2 separate regions of the Mus musculus genome follow, and region 2 is linked to region 1. Evidence: chromatin contacts called from public HiChIP or PLAC-seq data. All regions are on one chromosome and are shown on one strand. Each heading gives the region's core, a stretch centred on a gene start, on an enhancer-like site or on the middle of the called end of the contact. The rest is flanking DNA. Distances are from core to core; before and after follow the strand shown.

Region 1 (4,689 bases), core at 844-3,343:
TCCTGGGATTGCCGACACGTACCACAAAGTGGGGTGTGTGTCGGGGGGGGGTGGTCTTTAATTTTTGAGACAAGGTTCTCCTAAATGCTGGGATCACAGTGTGTACTACCACCCCTGATCTCTGTTCAGATTTATTGTTTAAATAATAATAATGATAGTTATGATGTGTATTATTATTATTTTCTGAACCCTGGGGTACATGGCTGTCATGGCATGCTTGTGGAGGTCAGAGGGCAGCAGTCTGGAGTCAGTTCTCTCCTTCCACCCTCAGGCTCTGGGCTCAAGCTCATGTCACCAGTTGGCTCACAGAGCCCGTCATCCTCTGAGCCATCATCTCTCTGGCCCTATTCTGTCCTAGTTTAACAAAGACTTCTGTTTCCTCCGTCCACTTCAAAAGAGACATATGGTCATTCTCTATGACCTCTTCATCCCCAGACAGGCCTGGAAGATAGGTTTTATTGTTATCCCCACCCCACCCCACCCCCACAGAAAGCAGAGTGGAGAGGTCAAAGTCACATTGCAGCCAGTGGGTGGGCCCAGAACATGCAGACATAGGGAGAAGGCTTCCCACCCAGCAGCCAGAGCCTGTGCTGTGCTTGCAAATGGATGCACGATCCAGGATTTTAAAATACTCTAATTGGAATTTTATCTGGATGAAATCAAGAACTTGCTAGTTAATGAAAGAATTTTTTAAAAAATCATAGGATACTTTGAAAAAACACTTGTTGACAAAGCCTATCTTGCCTACAAATAGACAATACTATTTCTGCTTTGTATAAATCAGAGCATAAGGTTTCTCTGACCCCAGCCTGACCTGCCTCATTTTTCCCTGCCAAACATAAAGGGAAGAATGCATTCGCTGTAACAAAGGTTCTGTCGTCGGTGACGCGTGCACTGGAATTTTAATGTTTGTTCCTCCACAAACATGCTTTTAATAAGGCAGTAAACTGTATTTAGCTACAGATGAAAATAATTGATCCATTCCAAGCCATTAGGGTGGTTTGTTGTTTTTGTTTTTCACTTTCACCCTCCCTTTCATTTCCACGGAAAGTACAGAGGTAAGGGCAGATGAATTTCAATTAGTTTCAATTAATGCCATAAACGGCGCTGATGTCTCAGTTCCTGGGTTCTATTAGGACACCCCCACCTGGTTTTGTCTGTACTTGAGAGCACCATTTGAGCCATGACGTCACTCACTGTTCTCCACGACGCCGAGCCACGAGCATAGCTGGGGTAATTGACATCTGTAACTCTAGAGGACAGAAAGTGGAGTCCCAGCTGCTTGCATCGCGGCCACTGGGCTCTCCTTTGGGAGCAGAGGACCGTGGTGTCAAAGAGCAGCTGGGAGAGGGCCCTACTCTGAAGTGACATCTGCGTGTGTACAATGGGTAGTCTACTCCTCCCTGGGACAGTCATTGTCCCTGATGTCCATTATCCACTACTCTTCTAGAACAATCGCTCTGTGATACAGGAAAGCCAAGTCTGGCTTTTCCTAGGACTTAGGGAATGGACCCAAGAGATGGACAAGCTCCTCTACCACAGCCAGTAGATGTAAGGAGTTATGCAACTGTGTGTGTGTGTGTGTGTGTGTGTGTGTGTGTGTGTGTGTGTGTGTGTGTTTTCAGAGAGAGACAGAGACGGAGAGAGAGAGAGATGAATGCAGGCATGTGCATGCTACGTGCACGTGTGGAGATCGGAGGACACTTTCAGAATTTGCTTTCATTTTCCCACCATGGGTTCTGGGAACTAAACTTAGGCTGTCAGTCTTGCAACAACAAGAGTTTTTATCTGCTGGGCTATCTTGCTAACCCATAAACAAAGTCTCACTCTTTAAAAGCTCAGGCTGGCCTAGAACTCTTGGCGATCCTCCTGCCTCAGCTTCTTTGTTCTCAGATTCTTTAGAGAAGGGTCCTATCTTTGGTTGCTTTCCCCTGCCCGCATCTCCAGCCACCTGTATACAATGAGAATTAGTTGTGATAGTAAAAGAAAGCTATTACAAAGAATACCCACATTCCTCCATATGAAGAGGAAACGGACTAGCTGTCCAGCTCAGCAACAGGGAGCTGTAGCCCATCTTTCCGGTCGCAGGAAGGAACACAGCCTTATTCTTTTTATGACACACCAGACTTCCTGGCTCTGCCCTCAAATACCACTGATCCTCCAACTAACTTGAAAATAAACTGGAAGTGGTTGTGCTCACCGGGCCACCAAATGTAAAGATGACTATTTTTGGCTATCACTTGCACCTATGACTACATGACCATCTTTGACTGTTACCGTACTTGGTAGCTTGATTTTTCAGGTCAGTCTCTCTCTGCTGACATGCAAATACAGATCACAAGATCACCCCGTTTACTGCTCCTTGACCATCACCCTTCACCGGGTTCTTATTTCCCAGGAAGTAACCAGTTAAACTTGACCTTGGGTAGACACCCGTGTCCCCAATGCCCTTCTTCTACTTGATAGTGAGCCTTTATCTTCTGCCCTTAACAAGCTGGCTGTCCAGACCAAGTATTAGTCCACTGTCTTTCCCCTCCCCGGCATAATATTTTTATTAATTATTTGGGAATTTTATACAATGCACCCTATCACACTTACTTTCCACTCTTCCCAGGTCTACCCTCCCACCCTCATGCACCCCCGCACCAAAAAATCCCACTAAGTCCAGTTTGTGTTGTCTATATACTCACTGGAACATGGTCAAACTCCCAGGGGCCAGCCCCTTAAAGAAAAAATGAGTTCTTCATCACCTCCAATCCCTATCAGAAGCCATCAGTTGTAAAGAGCTACACTTGACCATCTTTATCACATTTCCAAAAGACTCTCTTCAATAGCTTTCTGTCTGGACTGTTTCTTTGGGGGAGGGGCTGGGAACAAAGTTGTCACAGAAGCCTTCAATGTGTCTCACTTTTGGTTATGAGAACTACAATAGACATTTCCTTACTCACAGCAGCCAGCAGCAACATATGTCATGGATATCAGCCTGGTCTCTGCCAACTGCACAGATCACAGACATCAATATGATGATCTCTGTTGTCAGTATGAATCACGGGCATTGGCATGGCCTCCAGCAGCATTTAGTCTTTTGAGAAGAGGTAATCCAGAAAATGAACCGTTCTTCATCTTAGATATCTTCTTGTTGCTCACTGTCAGGGTGATCATGTGGATTGTGTGTTTGAGCAGCGTGTTCAGGGGCAGGACCTGTGTGAGCTCTAGGCCTCTGTACAACACTGAATGCCCTGCTAATACCCTTAGAACAGCCATTGTGCTGGCAACCCATAGGCAGTGCCTGGTCCACTGTCTTTGGAGACAATTAAATTTCCCCACCTCCCCAATCCAGAATAAACAAATATAAAGCTTGTTCATTCTGTCCTTGTTAAAGAGGAGCTCAAGTCCTTAATGATATCCCAGGCTCTCGTGAAGGCCACGATGCCTCTACACAGCACACACAAATGCACACAACCATGTGTGCGTGGATTTCCATCTTTCATGTGAAGACTGATATTCTTGAGGTCTCTGTTACCAGTATACTCAGCATGAGCTGAAATCCATATGCCAGGGACTTCTTCGGGTCACAGTATCTCCATCAACATGGCCCATTCTGAGACCAGTACTGGATGACAGAAACCATGGAGGACAGTGCCATATACTACATCTCTCCAAAAAATACACACCTGCCACAAACATTTGCATATGCACTTAAACGAGGCATCCTGTGGCTTTTCTTTATGCAAAACTGAACTATCAACATCATTATTCTTGTATTTTGAGGCCATTAAATAAAATACTTAGAGAAACACACTTCCATATTGTAACAGTAGCTCTGATAACCAGAAAGGCAACTAAGTGACTAATGGGTTTGTAGAGTATTCCGATTAGATACACTGGACAAAAGAATGACTCCTGTCCTGCGTGGGACTACATATGATTTTATTATGCTCCTGAGAACAGTGTCCAATTTAAAACTGAAGAAATTCCTCTTAGTTTTTCATAGCCTTTAAAAGTTTCCATTTAATAGTTTCAGTTGGTTGGTGGTAACTAAAACCTTGGAAAGGAACCCAGATAGGGAGGGCTACCTTAACACTTAAAACAGGTGTGTCTATTGAACTCTCTTTGTGGCTGAGATACTGTACTAGGGAACAACTCATTTGGCTCCTCAAATCCTCCCAACAACCCATGTGAGGAAACTATTATCCAGACTCTAACATACAAAGGGGTTCAATAACTTGCTTAGGAAGGTAGTGGGCTTCCAAATTGAACCATCAAGGCCAAAACTTGGGGTGAGTTGGCCTGACAAAGGTGTTATTTGGTGAGAGGAAGTTCCCTCAGCCTGCTCAGCCAATGTGCATCCTTGCAAGAAAAACAAAGATTGATTGATTGATTTATGAGTGTGCTCAATCTCAGCCAAAGGTGTGCCTGTCTTCATCACAATTGGCCACCAATTTCCAGGTGAGACTGAGAGTAAGAAGTTTTGCTGTGACTCTGCTGGTCGTGATGGTGCATACCTATAATCCCAGAACCCAGGAAGCTGAGGCAGAAGCATCAACAGTTCAAGTCCAGCCTGTGATGCATAGCAATACCCTATTTCAAGATCCCAAACAAAAACATTATGAGCTATCTTCATTTGTAGATTTGTAGTCACTAAAACCTTATTGAACATTCACTGCACACTAGACTTGGTTTGAGTAC
Region 2 (4,689 bases), core at 1,482-3,981, 300 kb before region 1:
TGCAGAGGTACGTAAAATAACAACATAGCAAATAATCACTTTTATTTCTATTTTAAGGATAGCACTGATGATTTATGGATTTTAAGGATAGTTTTATGTATCTGAAGCACATTCCATGTTTGTTTTATTGAGTGTTTATTTAACCAACAGTGAGAAAATCAAAAGTTCATACCAAGAAACTTTTGCTCAACTAAATGTGAAATACAATATAAAAAGATAGGTTTCATGTATATCAAATAAAATGTATAACTGAGTCATATATTTATGAGCTTTGGGGATATCTTGTATACTAAATGCTAAATGATTAGCTTTTAAATACACTCGGCTCTCAGTAAATCAATTTCTGAATTATTTATGATGTAATAGAAAAATTTCTGTCTTGGACCAGATTTTCCTTTTCTCACTGTGGTCTTTGTATGTGTATCCTTTAGGAAGAGATACTAATGTGTTGATAATGTAATAATGATGATGCTGAGCAAGCAACCAGACATCATTCTGATGCTCTCTGATACACAGCAGCAAAAGGAAGCATTCTTAAATGAAACTAGTTCTTTTTGTGGAATAACCATTCTAAGTCATCAGTGTTTGGCTGCAAGGTTGGCTGTATTTAGAGACTGTGATTTAGTTCTCTCATTTTATTGATTTCTTTAAAGCCTAAAATGGCTTCCTTTAAATGTTTGGGGGAACGCAGCACCTTAAGAACTTAGAAGTGGAAAAAGCTCTTGATGTGCTCTGATATAATGTTACTTTATCTCTCCTGGAAGCTAAGCGAAGCCAGTCTATCAGCAACTGTGTCCACCTCTCTGAGGCTTTGCCTGCTACTAAAAGCGTCCCGCTCCTCCTCCATACCGTGAGCGCTCTCTTACCTGGTCTCTCTTACTCCTCTTGCTCTCACAGGCTGTCAGGTACTGTACTGTTGTCTCATGTGTCCGTCCACACCCCCTGGCTTCTCCCTCCTGCCACCCCCAGTCACACTCAGAAGGTGTCTGTTGCACTTGTGCTAAATTTCAAAAAATATTAATTGTTGTTTTTGTGTAGTTCATGTTTAGTAGCTATTAGGTAGTCAAAAATTCTACAATCCTGCTAGTTATCAGATTCATGGCTGTAATAGAGATTTTAATTAAAAAAAAAACAAAAACAAAAAACACTAACCAGTGCTAATTTTCAAAACATTTGTTCTTAGACTTCACCCAGTTAATTCAACTGGATTAAGTTTATGTGTATTTTTTTCTCTAGCACAGCAATGTGAATAGAGTTAGTAATAATCTATTGTATATCTTGTAATGGCCTGAGTAGGGCATTTTGAATGAGCTTGTCACGTAAATGAGAGGGTAATAGGTACATGAGTTATCCTGCTCCAATGTCACTTCTCCCACATTGTCCATGCATCAAGATGCCACACTGTGTCCTACCACTGTGTGTAATCACTGTTGTGCCAGTTACAAAGGAGGGTGTTGTAATACCAAAAATTAGTTTTCTCATGTTTTGCCTAGTCACTTCTCAAAGGGAATTTATTTTATGTGTTGAATAATTAAATCTACAAAGAGATATTTTTCAGTGATTTTAAGGTGAATTATATCTTAAGAGGGAAATGTTTTCATGTTCCTTTTATGTTCTGAATATAGATATAGATTAAGATGTTTTCAGTACTGGAGATAGTGTGAGTACAGTTTCTATAGCTCAGACACTGTAGCACCATTGTAGTTTGGCAAAATAAAATCAAAGCTGAAGTAAAATACCATGAGGAAAGAAGTTAGTTTTAACTGAGAATGGGGACTATAATGTTGCTTAGAAACTCTCTTTAGTAAACACTGAGTGTGAAAACAGTGAGGCTGCTGGCATCGGAGGGGGACTCTCAGGTGAGTGGCTGCTGAGCAGTAAATGCTTGCGGATCAGCTTGTCCAGGAAAGGCATCTTCTTAGAGGTGATGAATGAGGCATTGGAAAGAATTTGCTAGGTATTTGGCTAATTGACACCAAAAAGAAATCTTTAATGTAAAAAGTTTTATTTCTTTCTCTATTTTATTTCCGTACTGTTACATTTAAGTTTTTTTTACTTGTTTTTCTGGAATATGTTCTCAGAAAAAAAAAATTCTTCCTATTAATATCTCTTCATTTGTAAAAGTTTTGTTCTTATTCAGAGTTATATTTTCATTCACTCAAATTCTTCGTGTGTGTGTGTGTGTGTGTGTGTGTGTGTGTACATGGCACCAGCAGAAATTGAGTGACTTTCTGCAGTGACTCTCAACTAGGAATGATTTGGCAACATCTGGAGACATTTTTGGTTGTCTGGTAGGTAGAAGCCAGAGATCCTACTCAATATCCTCACTGGAAGCAGCCTAGACCAGAAGATGGTCAGACCTAAGGATCTATTGTGCAGATGGGCAAATAGCCCTGTAAAGTGGAGCAGGCTGGAGCAGGTCTGTGTCTCCCTATCTCTGCCATCTTCACTGATTTTATAGCAGGGTGACTTTAAGGACAAACTGCTACTGCCATTTGATGTGACAGGTACAGTAATGAGTGCCTTCTCAGTCTGACTCCAGGTGTGCTTTATTAGTTAGTGTGATACCATTGTCCTTTGTGACTGTCCCGTGAGTAGACTAGGCTGAGAGAAGTGAGTAGCCATTCTACTTGGCTGGTAATTTGCAGCATGGTTTGTGTTCTGATGTACCTCTGAGTGGATGGCGATCTACTGCTAAGCTGCAGCTAAATGATAAGTAAGTCATTTCAGTTCTCCTTCTTGCTGGCTACAAGTTGAGGTTTTTTGTTTTTTGCTTTTCTTTTAGTTTCACTGTGTCAGTGGTTGCTAGTTTTGTTTTTATTATGGCAGAAGTCTTTGTTTTGGTTTCTAATCTGTGTGAGTCAACCCACCAGAATTGTAATAATAGAAGCAATGGTAGTAGATCTGGAGGTGTGGGAAGCAAATGGTGTTTAAATTTGGGGAGAGTCAAAATGACCCACTTCCATTAATATGAGTAGGGAGAAATCTGTGCACCTTGGGAGTAGTTGTGACAGCTGGGGAGTCCCCTCTCTTTTTCTTGAAAACAGTCCCTCCCGCTTGTCTTGCAGTGTTACTTTTTTCTCTGTTGGGACATTTATCAGTCTGTAGCATTTGCATGCTATGCAAGGGTAGATTTTTCTTTTTTCTTTTGGGAATGTTGTAATGGTTATAACTAGCAGATAGACTGTCTTCCTTTATCCCAGTATATGGGACCTAAGGGGAGGCCTTGCTGAGCTGCCTCTCTGTCTTTCCACAAGCTCCATGGAAGTTCTTCCAGTTAGGACCTGGACTAACTTACTCTCAGGAAGCAGGACCTTGTGGACATGGAGAGTGCTAAATGGAAAGCATCTCCTGGGCTTTTGTGAGATCAAGTTGGTATCACCAGTGGTATTTTTTAAACTAGGACCTTACATTCTAATTGTGCTTGTGCATCCTTGCATGAGGGATAAATGGAACATAGAATTTTTGCTTATTTAATAAGATGAAATAAGGAAGTCTGTAATTAAAGAGTGAATGAAAAGTAGACAGACATCTGGAGAAAATAGAAGTTAGCTGCAGAACATACACATTTACTTCAGTCATGCTGACTCTTCTCAGTGGGGGTAAAAGCCACGAATCCTTATGATCATTTTGCTGATGGTTTTAGTGGAGCTTTAGAAAACAGTGGGTTAGGAATGGTGTTGAGAAACTACATCCTCAAGAGACAGGAAAGTTAGTGCTTTTGATCGAGTGTTATTAGACTTCACAGAGGATAAATGAACTGAGTCTGAGGCAGAATTCTGTTCTTCAAAGTGATTTAAACAAAAATTGTGTGACATTTAAAACAGGATGCATCAAATCTAAATTTATTGCACAATTGTTTTGTAACTCAGATGTCATTTTTTTTGTTTGTTTGAAAGGAAATCCTGTGTCTTTACATTTTACATCAGTAGGAAAATCATTTTCATTAGTTAAAAAAAAAAAAGCCACTCAGATGGACACAGTAGAATGGGAGCAGCCTCAGCCCAACATGAACTTTCTTCAACAACATCGTGCCAGCAGAGGGAGCCCGAGACCCATTAGGAAGGAAAAGGTGTTAAACCATCATTCTCCTGTCCCTTGTATAGAGCTCTCGCTGAATACAGTGTAACACACAGCAAGGAATGTGGCTGTTCCTTTCCTTCCGCTTCTCTCGCCCATTCTTCCATTCCTGCCATTTCCAGTTCTTTCTGCAGGCTTGGATTTTCTCCATCTGAGAAGTCCCTCTTAACAGTTTTGCAAAAACAAAGCCTTAAAAGATGTATTAGGCCTGCCTTTTGGGAAGGCAGACAGCTGGTGGTAGCAGGCTCTGTGTCCTCCGTCTGCTGTGCTGAGGACCAGTGGGGACACTCTAATTTGGAAGCCATGGTGCTGTGGCTGTGTTGCATCCCACCAGATGGCGATGTTCTTTATCTTTACAAAGATGCTGCCAGAGTTGGCTCAGTTCTTATTTACTTCTGCTCAGAACTCAGAAACTGGCATCCACCAGTATTTGGCACCAGGCTTCAGAGAAAAGAAAAAAAACCCTCTCTTCCCTCTGTCCACAATTATTTTTGGCCAATTATTTTTCAGGAAGTTTGGAAGCTCTTGGGCTCCCTCTACTGATACAGGAATGACAAATAGAGTAGTATCATTTCACCATCTTGTGATATAGAGTAAGAAGATAACCGG

Evidence for each region. HiChIP or PLAC-seq counts read pairs in DNA pulled down with a chosen protein or histone mark.
Region 2: a BATF HiChIP or PLAC-seq map of CD8 T cells shows a contact between it and region 1, with 6 read pairs. The contact joins two enhancer-like sites. A contact is called at or near these places in 5 of 484 Hi-C or Micro-C datasets (B cells, cortical neurons, embryonic stem cells and 2 more), 3 of 115 datasets of contacts at active chromatin or transcription factors (CD8 T cells, differentiating embryonic stem cells and embryonic stem cells) and 1 of 9 other capture datasets (liver).

The regions. Positions count from the first base shown.
Region 1 is chr2:146,113,920-146,118,608 of GRCm38.p6, reverse strand. The region is part of intron 21 of Cfap61 (cilia and flagella associated protein 61); the gene reads right to left. Among named protein-coding and RNA genes, the nearest start is that of Gm34629, 17 kb to the right of the region's middle. Within about 2 kb of position 2,093, at least 31 of the 459 cell types and tissues checked have an H3K27ac peak or open chromatin away from gene starts, as enhancers often do. A contact at or near this core is called in CD8 T cells, where this site is marked.
Region 2 is chr2:146,414,578-146,419,266 of GRCm38.p6, reverse strand. The region is part of intron 16 of Ralgapa2 (Ral GTPase activating protein, alpha subunit 2 (catalytic)); the gene reads left to right. Among named protein-coding and RNA genes, the nearest start is that of Ralgapa2, 95 kb to the left of the region's middle. Within about 2 kb of position 2,731, at least 18 of the 459 cell types and tissues checked have an H3K27ac peak or open chromatin away from gene starts, as enhancers often do. A contact at or near this core is called in CD8 T cells, where this site is marked.